Regions from separate parts of the Mus musculus genome. Here region 2 is linked to region 1. The links are chromatin contacts, called in public promoter capture Hi-C maps. All regions are on one chromosome and are shown on one strand. Each heading gives the region's core, a stretch centred on a gene start, on an enhancer-like site or on the middle of the called end of the contact. The rest is flanking DNA. Distances are from core to core; before and after follow the strand shown.

Region 1 (5,848 bases), core at 993-3,492:
GTTTTTAAAAGGCTGTAGAAATCTATAATATATGCAGATTATCTTCCCTGTTAGGCAATGGCATTGATTAGTCTGACTCACAAAACTGTGTTCACGCAGATGAGTGTAATCATTGAGATTTATTATGAATAGAAAATGTTAAACTCCTGACCTCCTTCAGGTAATGACTATAATTGTTTCTGACACCGGATGCTCCTGGAATGTCTGGCTGTCACTGTCTTGGTCCCAACCCTGAAGTCACTAAAAGATGAACAAAGTGCCAAGGAACCCAGATGGAGCTGCCACCTGGTCCTTTCCATCACTGACCCAGAAACCCAAGGCAGAGTCTTGAGACAAGAATATGTATACATTGAGGTTCAAAGATACCTTGGTTACTAACAATGCGTTCAATTTGAATTTCATTTCTTTCACTTGATTTTGTAATTAGCCACACTTTTAGGATCCTGTAAACAGTACTGTGTTTTTGTTTTTGTTTCAAATTCCAGTTGTCCATTGTAGACAGATAGGAAAGTGGTTAAGTTTTGTACATTATCCTTGAATCTTTCAGCCTTTTAAAACACCAGTTATTGTGTTACTTCATGTAACTATGGCAAAATACGAGACAAAAGCAACTCAAGGAAGAAGGATTTATTTTGGATCACAGTTTAAAAATACACTCAGTCCATTGTGGTAAAAAAAAAAAAAAAAAAAAAAAAAAAAAAAAAAAAAAAGACCTGGTGGAGGGAGCCTGAGGCAGCTGGTCACGAGGTAGCCACAGGGCATCGGGCACATAGTGTCAACAGACAGAAGCAGCTGGTCACATGGTATCCACAGACAAAAGCAGCTGGTCACGAGGTATCCACAGACAGGAAGCAGAGAAAGATGAACACAAATGCTCAGCTCATTTTCTCCTTTTTAATCAGGCCAGGACCCAGCCCATGGAATGATGCTGCCCATATCTGAAAACTCCCTCATAGACATGCCCAAAGGTTTGTTTCCATGGTAATTCTAACATCAAATCGACAGACAATCAAGATTGACATCACAGTTATTAATTCCGAAGTTTTTTTGTTTTTTGTTTTGGTCAGCTCTGAGACTTTCCAGATCTGCTTGGCTGTCATCTAGGAAGACAACTTCATTTTTTCTTTCACTTCTTCCTATGTAGCAGCCATCGTCTTCCCTTTCTTGTGTAATTTAATTGTCTAGGACTGCCGGTAAGATGTTGTAGAGGCACAGCAAAGGTAGGAAGCCCTAGGTTGTCTCCCAGCAGGAAAACTGGAGTTTCTTACCTGTTTGCAGCAGGTTTCAGCAAGTTCAGCAAGTTGAGGAAGTGAGTTCTATTCTATTCCCAGTTCTCGGAGGAACAATATATCTTTTCCTAAAGTAATACATAAAGTAGCGCAGGCGGTTTGATCTCTTGGGGGAAATGTATCTCACACTCAGAAAAATGTTGGAATAGAATCTAGCTATAATTCATAGTAACCTTTCGGGACGTGATAAGGCTATTTTTCTTCTCTTATATATCTGCGTATTTTCTGACTTTGCGCTCAGTGCAGAAGAGCAGTATGGAGGGTGATTTGGAGGTCTAGAATGGCTTAGGAACAAGACACAAAAACTGATCGGAAGCTAGGTAGGACGACAGTCTCTGTAGAGGGCACTGAAGCAGTTAGTGCCCTTTTCCTTGAGCTGTGTGAGCTGAGGACTGGGCTTGATCCAGCAAATCAATTGCCACCTATTCTAAATAAGCCACTTAGTGTGCACTGTGAAATGCCAGGTTAGTTTGCTGTTTGCTTTCGTAGTAGCAGCGCTCTTTGGGGTGGCGCGCGCGCGTTTGTGTTTGGGGTGGGTGTTGGGGGGAAAGACCGAGAGACTCACGTGTCGAAACCAGAACGCCAGGACCGTGACAGGTCCCGCGCCCTAAGGTTGCAGAGCTTGCGGAGCCTGGCACACTCCGGGCTGCGAGGATCTGAACGCGCGTCCCCGCCAGGTCCACGCGCGCCGAGGCCGCCACAGCCTCGCGTCCCGGTGGCTCCGGAGCGCACTACCGGGCGCGCTCTCCGGAGCCTGGGCGTCCGTGACCGCGAGTACTAGGGCGCCGGCGGTGGCAGGCAAGGGGCGCGGCGCTGTTCTGCCACCGGCTCCGGGCAGCGGGCGCGGGCGACCTACGGGCGTCCAGACCTTTGTGGCGGCTGCCGGGAGCTCCGGCCGCGGCTCCCCTCGGCTCCAGCCTGGGCGCCCCGGGCCACTCGCTGCCGCCGCCCATGGGGATCCGAGAGTTTCCCGGCGGCGCTTCCAGGACCAAGAGCATTGCTGTGTGAGTAGAGCTGCAGGCGCGGGAGGGCAGCAGGCAGGTAGCCCCCGGGCATCCGCGACCCTGCCTAACCCGCACTGCTGCTCTCCTGGTGGGAGGGAGGGACAGAGGGACGGTCGTGTGTGGCGGAGCTTGGGAAGTTTCAGCAGCATCTCCGGGCCACTCGCCCTAGCTCACGTTGCCAGAGGCGCCCAGAGTAGGGCGCGGGACCCGACGCCGAGGTTCCTGGGAGCAGGGCACATGGCAAGCAACGCGAGGGGAGTAGCCGTGGGTCCTCACCAGTCCTCACTGACATCTCCTCCTCTCTGCCCTTGACTCATCCCGCCTTCCCGCGGCCTCAGTGGCATGAGGAGGTCACCGGACGTCAGCCCGCGGAGACTGTCCGACATCAGTCCTCAGCTCCGGCAGCTCAAGTACTTGGTGGTGGATGAGGCGATCAAGGAGGATCTGAAATGGTCTCGCTCTGTGGAGGATCTCACCAGTGGACCGGTGGGACTCACATCCATCGAGGAGCGGATCCTGCGCATCACAGGCTACTATGGCTACCAGCCCTGGGCGACCAGCTACAAAAGTAAGACCCCCCCTCCCCCGTAATTCCCTTGCCCACTAGTGGTCTCCCTGCCAGAGACACAGCTACCAGGGAAGCGCACAGGGATGGTTCACTGAACCCTCTCTTCTACATGCAGATAGGCAACTTTGATGAAGAGGCCTGGAGGCGTTTCTCAAGTCCTGAAAGCAGAGGTGGAGGTGGGAGGGAGAGAGGGGGAGGGGGCTTTGTGTTACATTTTCTCTGACACCTCCCTGACCTGTGTCCACTTCTGAGTGATTCTGAGGGTAAGCCTGTTGTGTCTATCAGTGAGAGCTGCTTCAGAGAACTGGTCTGTGTGGGTTTCTCATTGGATCCTGGTGCAGTTAGCTCAGGAGAACTCAGCCCTTGGGCCTGGAATTTAATTAATCTCTCAGGAGAAGTGATAAAGATTCATTGGATCTAGCTCCGTCTCTTTGGTTTAGGATTGTATGGGTCCTAAGCGAGAGGATTTTGTTCAGATCTTTCTAGGTATTTGAGTTTCCGGAAGATGAGTTCTTGGGGCCAGGTTGGGGTACCTCAGACTTCACCCTGAGCCTCAGCTGATGACCTTGGCTGCAATGGTGAGGCATGAAGAAACTACCTGTGCAGGCAGGACTGACTTGCTGACATCTATTTTGTTTTCTTTGGAAGGTAGAGATTTGCCAATACAAACTCAAGATATTGTTTGAGATATTACCAGGGTCCCGAGTTATGCCTCTGTAGTTAGACACTGGGAAAAGATTGCAGCTCACTCCTTCGGTGGGTCTGAGAAGGAAGCATGACTCATTCATTTGTAAGAAAGTCTAGACCAACAGCTTGATAATTCTGAAAGATATTTTTTAACCTTTTGTTGCTTGGAATTACAACACAATGTATTGGTTTTCCCTTAAGGGGAAACACTAGACATTTGTTTTATAATTTGATGATATTTACCAGTAAGAGCTTGTCTTTACATGAATTATTCTTAACACCTTCAAGTCCAAGCAGTTGGCTTTGGTCTTGTGTTGCTATTTGTAATAAAGGGCATGGTATTTGAGTGTTTGATTTCAATGGCCCGATTTGAGATTAAAGGTCTGTGGTGATTGTATGTAACCTAGTACAAAGCTTTCTGATATGCCCATATCCCCCCTGAACACCCCGCATCTTTGATTCTGCCACACGGTTTGACTTTTCATTGCAAAAGGAAGCTGTCTGTCACTGAAAGCCACTGAGCAAAGGGTAGCAAGAATCGGAACCTTTCAGAACCTAGCTTTCCTGAGGGTGTGGAGGGGATCCCCCAGATTTCCTGCTTTGCAAACTTCAGTTAGAAAATAAATATTCTGTGATCTGTGTCTCAGTTCTCTGCATTTATAATGAAGACGACGCTGTAAATTACAGGCTTCGGGAAGTCATCTCTCGGCTCCGAAGTCAGGATAAGGTTTATTTTTATGATTCCCTTCGTGGCTGGCTCTGTGCTCTTGTGCTGAGGCTTGTGATTTGTGGGGGAGCTGGTGAGCAGCTTTTGGGCAAGGAGACTCTATTATAAAGACTCCAACATACTTTGTAGTAAGACCTAGGAAGGGCCACATGGAACACAAGTCACTTGTGACACCAGCAATATTATAAACACCATCTTTCAGAGGCTTCTCTGAAGGAATAACTAGGAGAAACCAAGGCTCCAGTGTTTGCTGCCCTGTGAACAAAATCCTCACTCCATTTATCCTCTCCTTGTGAGGATTCTTTCTTCTTCCAAGGTATTTCCTCGCTACTAAAATGCTTTAGGTGACAAGTGACATTCTGATGAATTAATTGGCTTTAAGTTTAAATTTAGAGGCTCTGATGTTTTATTCATGCAGCAGGAGAGGGGTTAGGCCAGAGCGCTGATGTTTGCCATTTCTACCCAGATCCAAAAATAATAACAGAGGTATATCCATCTGGGCCACCAGGCCATTGCTTAGTTTGTTGCCTAATTCATGAACTCAACCAACTAGACGAGACAGTGATTACAAGGTAAAGTGTGTGTGTGTGTGTGTGTGTGTGTGTGTGTGTGTGTGCATGCATGTGTGTGTATGTGCGTGTGTGTGTGTGTGTGTGTATATACCTGTGTGCACAGGCCAGAGGGCAACCTTGAGTGTCATTCTTCAAGTCACACAAACCTGGAATTTGCTGAGTCGTCTGGGCCGACTAGCCAGCAAGTCTCCGCCAAGCCCCTGTTTCCACCTCTCCAGTGCTGGGATTTCAGACAGGTGACATCACACCCTGCTTTTTTATGCAGGTTCTGGGGATTGGACTCAGGCTTCAGTGCTTCCAAGAGAAACACTTCACCAGAGGAGCTCCAGAACTCTGGATGCCGAGCTTTCCTTTAACCCTAAACCGTTGGATCTTGGCACTGTTGATGTTTTTCTAGGTCGTTCTTTGTTGTGTGGGGTCTGCGCAGCATTGAGCAGTATCCCTGGCCTCTGCTCATTGGATGGCAGTAGATTGCCACTCCTCCCCCAGTTGACAACCAGAACATTTTTAGGCACCGCCAGATGTCCTCTGCAGGGCGAGCCTTTGGTTCTGAAGTACTTAGTTACTCAAGCCCTAAGGTTTGCACACCAAGCAGGCCATGATCAAGGAGTACCTATGCCTTCTGAGTTCCCTTCTCCTCCCCTGTCCTCTAGGACCATCCTTTGGGGTTTTGTGTTGGGTCACATCATAATAATCAGTCTTCTAAAGTCTCCATGGAGCAGATGCTCCTGCTGTACTCATGATTCATCTACTTGCCCTAAGTTGATGATAGTTTGTAGCGAGTACTTCGCCTCTTAACAACATCCTTGCCTCCCTTCCTCAGGCCAGAGCTGAGGAAGATGAGGAACTGGCACGCCTTCACCCAGTTCACTTTGCTTCCTTCCCTGAGGTAGACATGGATTGGGAGAGAGTTTAGATAGGAAGAAGGGACCCACAGGTTGGAAGTCCCCATGTGTATGTGGACAGACGGCTTGCAGCACAGCATGGTTGCAAACCAGTGG
Region 2 (6,077 bases), core at 2,446-4,945, 69 kb after region 1:
AGAGAGAGAGAGAGAGAAAGAAAGAGAGAGAAAGAGAGAGGGAGAAAGAGAGAGGGAGAGAAAGCAAGCTGAGCAAGCCAGGGGAAACAAGCCAGTAAGTAACATCCCTCCATGGCCTCTGCATTAGTTCCTGCTTCCTGACCTGCTTGAGTTCCAGTCCTGACTTCCTTTGGTGATGAACAGCAGTGTGTAAGTGTAAGCTGAATAAACCCTTTCCTTCCCGACTGGCATCTTGGTCATGATGTTTGTGCAGGAATAGAAATCCTGATTAGGACAGGGAGCAAGCTAGTAAGTAGCATTTCTCTGTGGTCTCTGCTTCAACTCTTGTCTCCAAATGCTTTGAGTTCCCTCAGTGATAGATTGTGGCCCTTAAGATGTAAGACAAGAAAAAAAAAAACAAAAAACAAAAACAAAAAACAAAAAACAGAAACAAAGAACCCCCCCCCAAAAAAAACCAAAAAAAAAAAAAAAACCAAAACAACAAAAACAAACACCCCTTTCCTCCCCAAGTTTCTTTTCTCAAGAGAGAGGAAAACTAGGACCATGGCAAAACAAAAATTATTTTTGAAATTAAAAAGAAATCTAGAGGAATCACAGCAAAGTAAAAGGAGAGGGAGAGAAGGACATCTTCATAAATAAGGTAAAATGCCTTCCTAAGCACTTTTGCCAAAATTCCAAGAGCTTCCATTTCTTGGTTCAAAGGGCGGGGCTTCTCAGAAGCTGGCACTGCTCTGGGAAGCTCACGTTTCCTGCCCTGGCTCATGAGTCAGTCATGAGAAGTCAAGATAACTCCATCTCCTGCCTATTTTCAAATGGCTTTTCTCCCCCCTAAAGTTCCCGAGGCACCCTTTCTCAGCAAATTCACAGCCTCTTCAGCACACATCAGGATGGAAATTCATTAATCATAGTAGCAATAATCCTTAGATTAAAAGGACTATTTAAGAGCACTCCAAGGGAAAAGTCCTAAGCAAGAAATTAAGTATTTTCTTAGCTTCGATTCAAAGAATTGAAGGAGAAAAGTGAAACAAAACAAAACAAAAAAACCCTCCAAGGTCTTTAAACAACATTTTTTTTTTTAATGATGGGGTCTTTTTTTTTTCTTTTTATTGGATATTTTCCTTATTTGCATTTCAAATGTTATCCCCTTTCCTGGTTTCCCTCCCTCCCGGAAACACCCTATCACATCCTCCCTCCCCCTGCTTCTATGAGGGTGCTCCCCCACCCACTCCCACCTCCCCTTTAAACAACGTTTTAAAGATCACTTTATGCTACCTGTTGATTCCTTGACACAACTAACCTCTTGGTCTCCCAGGAACCAGGTCAGTGATGGAGCATTTGCCTGGCTAAATCTCTAGCACTTAGAAATTTCATTCAGTGTCTGTTTTTCCTTCTGTAATACACGTTCCTTGGTGGGGTGCACAGATTGCACCCAGCCCTCTCTAGATAGGAGTCCACCACCACTTGTTTTGGTTAGGCTTGAAGCCTGGGGAGATGGCTCAGTGGGCAAAGTGTTTACCACATAGGTATGAAGGGTGCCATTTCCCCAGAACTCACAGGAAAAGCCACCTATGACAGCTTGTGCTTTGAGTCCTGGGCAGAGCCAGCCAACCAGCCTACTCTGTGAGCTCCAGGCCAATGAGAAACCTGTCTCAAAAATCAAGATAAACAGTTGGCTTTTGGGTAATGATTCCCAAGGTTAATGTACGCAAACATACACACACCTATATGCATATGTATACCCACAGAAACACCCACATACAGCTAGAGAAAGAAATAACAGCTTAACGTTTGAACATTTTTCAGAGGGTAAAACTACCTTTTGTCTATCTTACTATCCCAACCTGATCACCCACCTGTACACATCCTTGATGGATCAAGCTCTACCTAGCCCAGAGAACACTCGAGTCTGCCAGAACCAAATCCATAAGCAAAAGATCTACTGCAGCCAGGTCTAATAGAAACCTTTCTGGCAGGAGAGCCCCTGCTGTCTTTGAGGGTGCTTAGCTCCTAGCTTACTACCCTGTACTGTCTCCTATGCCTTCAGATCATGAGATGAAGCTCGTCCACATTAAAGAGGACAGTCTGCTTCACTCCGGTGTGAATCACATCTACAGCCTCTGAACTGTCTGAGCAAGTGCTTGGGCCCCAGAGCCCAGCCAGGTCATCAGACAAAATCGACCATCCCAATCCCTCCCTCCCCTCCCCAGACAGTTTCAGACCCAGAATCTATGGTGGTCAGCATGTAATTAGAAAACGAAATGAGGCTGGAGAATGGCTTACTCGGGAAAGTGTTTGCCTTGTAAAAACAAATACCTGATTTCAATTCTTAGAACTCTTGTTAAAAAGCCAGGTATGGTGGCATGGACATAGAAGCCCATCACTAGGGAGGCAGAAGCAGGAGGACCCTTGCGGTTTGCTGGCCCACAGACTGCTCTACTTGGCCAAGCTGTCGAGAGACAAATGATGTTTGAGAAACACCTGAGGCCTAGGGTTATCCTCTGTCTTCTACACCCATGGACATACATATACACACACCTCTTCACACACATGTACCCCGACCCACCCATAGACACACTCACTCAAAAGTCAAGCCTCAGAAAATGTGTGTTCCCTATATGCTCAGCATCGAGTCACCTGTGGGCTGACTGTTCCCCTCCAGAGCCTGTGGACTTATCACATAGTCCACAGTTTATTGCCCCCAAAATGTCCAGCCGTAATTTACACACTCAGTATGACAATCCTGAGCCAGGACTCCAGGGCTGAGGACACAATGTAGCAGTGGCCACCATGAAGCCACACACAAACACTCTTATGCATCATCTTACCTGTGTGGTCCCCCAGTTCAGGAGGTGCCCCCATCCTCATCACCTCAGGGATTTCAAACTCTGCTGGAGTTGTGGTCGTGGCTCACTCCTAGTGTTTTGGCTTCTCCTTTGTCATCTGTTGACCTCCAGAGATTTCTTGTTCCTCTGAGGTTCTTACACATTGATCCTTGGGTGGCTTCCCTAGCAGGCCGTGTTCCTATCTCCAGCGTAACAGAACGGCTGTCCATATTGAGAAATCTAACTCAGCTGCGGTGCAGGCTGGCAATTGTAAAGTCCTAATGCTTCTTGAAAGCAAAGCTGAATGAGAGACGGCTCAGCAGCTAAGAGTACCTTGTGCTCTTGCTGAGGACTGGGGTTTGGAGTTCAGTCCCTAGCACCCATACCAGGAGGCGCACAACTGCTTATAACTCCAACTCCAGGGGATCAGATGCCCTCTTCTGGCTTCCTTAGACAGTGCACATGCATGCTCACACAGACATAACACGGGGATAAAAATAGAAATAAAATAGTCTCAAGTATGGATTCTCAACTGAGAGAGAATGCTGCCTTCCTTTCTTTCCCTCTCCTCTCCTCTCCTCTCCTCTCCTCTCCTCTCCTCTCCTCTCCTCTCCTCTCCTCTCCTCTCCTCTCCTCTCCTCTCCTCTCCCCTCCCCTCCCCTCCCCTCCCCTCCCCTCCCCTCCCCTCCCCTCCCCTCCCCTCCCCTCCCCTCCCCTCCTCTCCTCTCTTTCCCTCTCCTCTCCTTTCCTGTCCATTGCTGCTATCTTTTCACCCTTCTTTGTCTTATCCTCCTCTCCCTCCTTGTCCTTCCTTTCTCCCCGGGGAGCTAAGATCTCCCGGTTTCTAACTGGGTTAGCAAGAGCCTGCCTGTGTTCTTTTTCCATCACTCTCAGGCACTCGGTGGAGAAGATCATAATTAGCAGCAATTCTCTCCATGCTGTAGAACTTTCTTGTGAATTGTTCTCCTGCTTCTAACAAGAATCAGAGCCCAGGATCGCAGGCTGAGAAATGGCTTCAGAAACTGAACGTGGGTCCCCAGCAGTCCTTGCTCGGCAGCTGTCAAACTCAACCTCCCTGCACTGATCCTTGGCTTGCCCTTGCACTGAACAAAGGCATTTCAACCTTCATTCTTTAAAGATCCATTTCATTCTTTAAAGAGCCCTGAACAGTTGCCGAAGGATCCCAGAGACTAGAGACTGATATGGCGAAATGAGTTCTCTGGAGGCATGCGGAGGCGTAACCATGGAGACATTGGATTTTGGAAAGAACTTCCGTCCAGTGTCTTTTTGCAGGAAGCTGATTGAGAACAGGTGTCCTTCTCTGCAAGTGTGTCCTGAAAGGCAGAATGTTCTTACAAATAGGGTTCCAACAAGGAGACAGAGCTGATGACCTTAGGAGACATTGCTCCACGCAGAGCACATCAGAACAGACTTAATGAAGTCCTCACTGATGCTGGAAATCACAAGAGCTTGTGACATCCAAAGGATGGGTATATGAGCAGGGAGGTTCAGAAGGAGGCTGACAGCTGGGGCAAAGGAAGATTCAGCTGTTGGAGTTTGAACAGAGTCCTTAGCCTCCAGATACACGCACCCAGTTTTGCTGGCACTGGCTGGTTCCACATTCACCTTCTGCAAGACAAAATTATGCAAGAGTTTTCCCAAGGCCTGATCAACTGGCTTTCTTAAGTGGCTAGTGACTACTAACCTTATATTTTCCATTCATCAAAGACAGGCACCGTGTATATAACCATTAATCATGGCAATCACCAGCCAGGCCACCAGGAGGAATACTCGCCACCCAGTCAATATAGGTATGGGAGGTTGGCTTTAGCTTCTGGCATCCACAAGGTTATTGAAATTATGGTGCAACACTGTAGGGCTTTATGACAGGAGGAATCTCCATGAGGTTGTCCTTCCACATATCCTATGTAAACTTTTTATGCTTAATTAAAGCTGTACCACCTTGAGATTACTTACAATCTTCATTTTTGTAAGCTTTCCATTTACCGAGGGAAAGAATCATTTTGAAGACGGGATCTAGTGGTATGTACTGTGATATCCTTGCGTTCATACAATCCTCCGAGTATACAGTGCTCAGTTTCCTCTGCGCAGATCACTGGTGGCTGCAGGCTGTTTTGGTCAGCTTCCATGGCTGACAAAATGCCTGGTGTACACATCAAAGTGGGGAGGGGTACCTATCTCACAATTGGGATGGTTTTGCTGGATAGCAGGTAGAGACAGTGGGATTCGGGTTCATCCATTTGTGCATGACAAGGCATTTGGCTACTTTAGGAGGGCCATAGTTATTTCTGCCATTTACCCAAGCTTCATTGAATTTCTACACTTTGATGTTCATAGCACTGGGCAGAAATCACATCCTGCCAACACACTCAGCAGACCTTCATGATACTCTGTTTTAATTAAACAGTCAGTTTCCACTGGTCAGCACAAGTTCTAAGATGGCTGCTAGGTAAGGCACCATGCAGAAAACCATGGCCTGGGGACCAGATCTGGTAGGGGAAGACCAGTGTGGACCCAGACATACCCTGTTGCCCACATAATGGCAGAGAAGAGAGTGGGGTTGTATAGGAAGGGGTGATGCCTTCCCATGCACCCTCTGATCCCCCACCCACCCATGCCTGCCACCAGAGTACACACCCTCCTTTGTAGGAGTCGGGGACGGTGGACTCTGTACGCAGAGAGGAGTGTGACAGGGCAGAAACAGAGGAGGTGGAGGTGGTGAGGGCTTCCTCCTTTCCATCCTCCCCACAGCCTGTTGGCTGCTGTGCCCGCAGTCAGGGCAGGTCCTCTCTTCCCGTGAGTCTGCCCTAGAAGCACCTCACAAACACGTCAATGGGGGAACTTTATCTTCTTGCTGCTTGCGGTCTCTCAAGCTGAGGATCAGAACCAGCCACGGCGGTGGTTTTTTGTCAGAAAAAATATGCCCCACCCCATGCCTGCCTCAGAGCCCAGGCTCCTGCACTCAGCCCAAGTGTAGAAGAGGCTAGGACCAGGGAGAAAAAATAGAATTTGAGCTCATACTAAAATCTCTGTCTCAACCCTGGCTGTCTGCTTCTCGCTCAGACAACTTCTATCTTCTTATCATTTATTATATCTGTCAGCTATTTACAGATAATTTATATGAATATTTATCTATGCATAAATATTTATTATTTCTTCACATACCTTAGTTTGTTTCTAGTTCTGTGATAAAGACCATGACCAACTTGATGCTTTATTTGGCTTACATATCCT

What was found. Promoter capture Hi-C pulls out the DNA fragments that hold promoters and counts their contacts.
Region 2: a contact with region 1 is called in a promoter capture Hi-C map of hippocampal neurons, with 2.0 times the contacts expected there. The contact joins the enhancer-like site here to the promoter of Slc35f3 in region 1. A contact is called at or near these places in 1 of 39 promoter capture datasets (hippocampal neurons), 4 of 484 Hi-C or Micro-C datasets (cerebral cortex, cortical neurons, forebrain and 1 more), 4 of 115 datasets of contacts at active chromatin or transcription factors (T-cell acute lymphoblastic leukemia, embryonic stem cells and intestinal villus epithelium) and 2 of 9 other capture datasets (adipose tissue and liver).

Annotation. Positions count from the first base shown.
Region 1 is chr8:126,136,883-126,142,730 of GRCm38.p6, forward strand. Slc35f3 (solute carrier family 35, member F3) reads left to right here and starts at 2,243. Exons shown (of 8, transcript NM_001363500.1): 1 at 2,243-2,293; 2 at 2,632-2,861. The coding sequence starts at 2,636.
Region 2 is chr8:126,204,561-126,210,637 of GRCm38.p6, forward strand. All of the region lies in intron 2 of Slc35f3 (solute carrier family 35, member F3), which reads left to right. Among named protein-coding and RNA genes, the nearest start is that of Slc35f3, 68 kb to the left of the region's middle. Within about 2 kb of position 3,696, at least 7 of the 459 cell types and tissues checked have an H3K27ac peak or open chromatin away from gene starts, as enhancers often do. A contact at or near this core is called in hippocampal neurons, where this site is marked.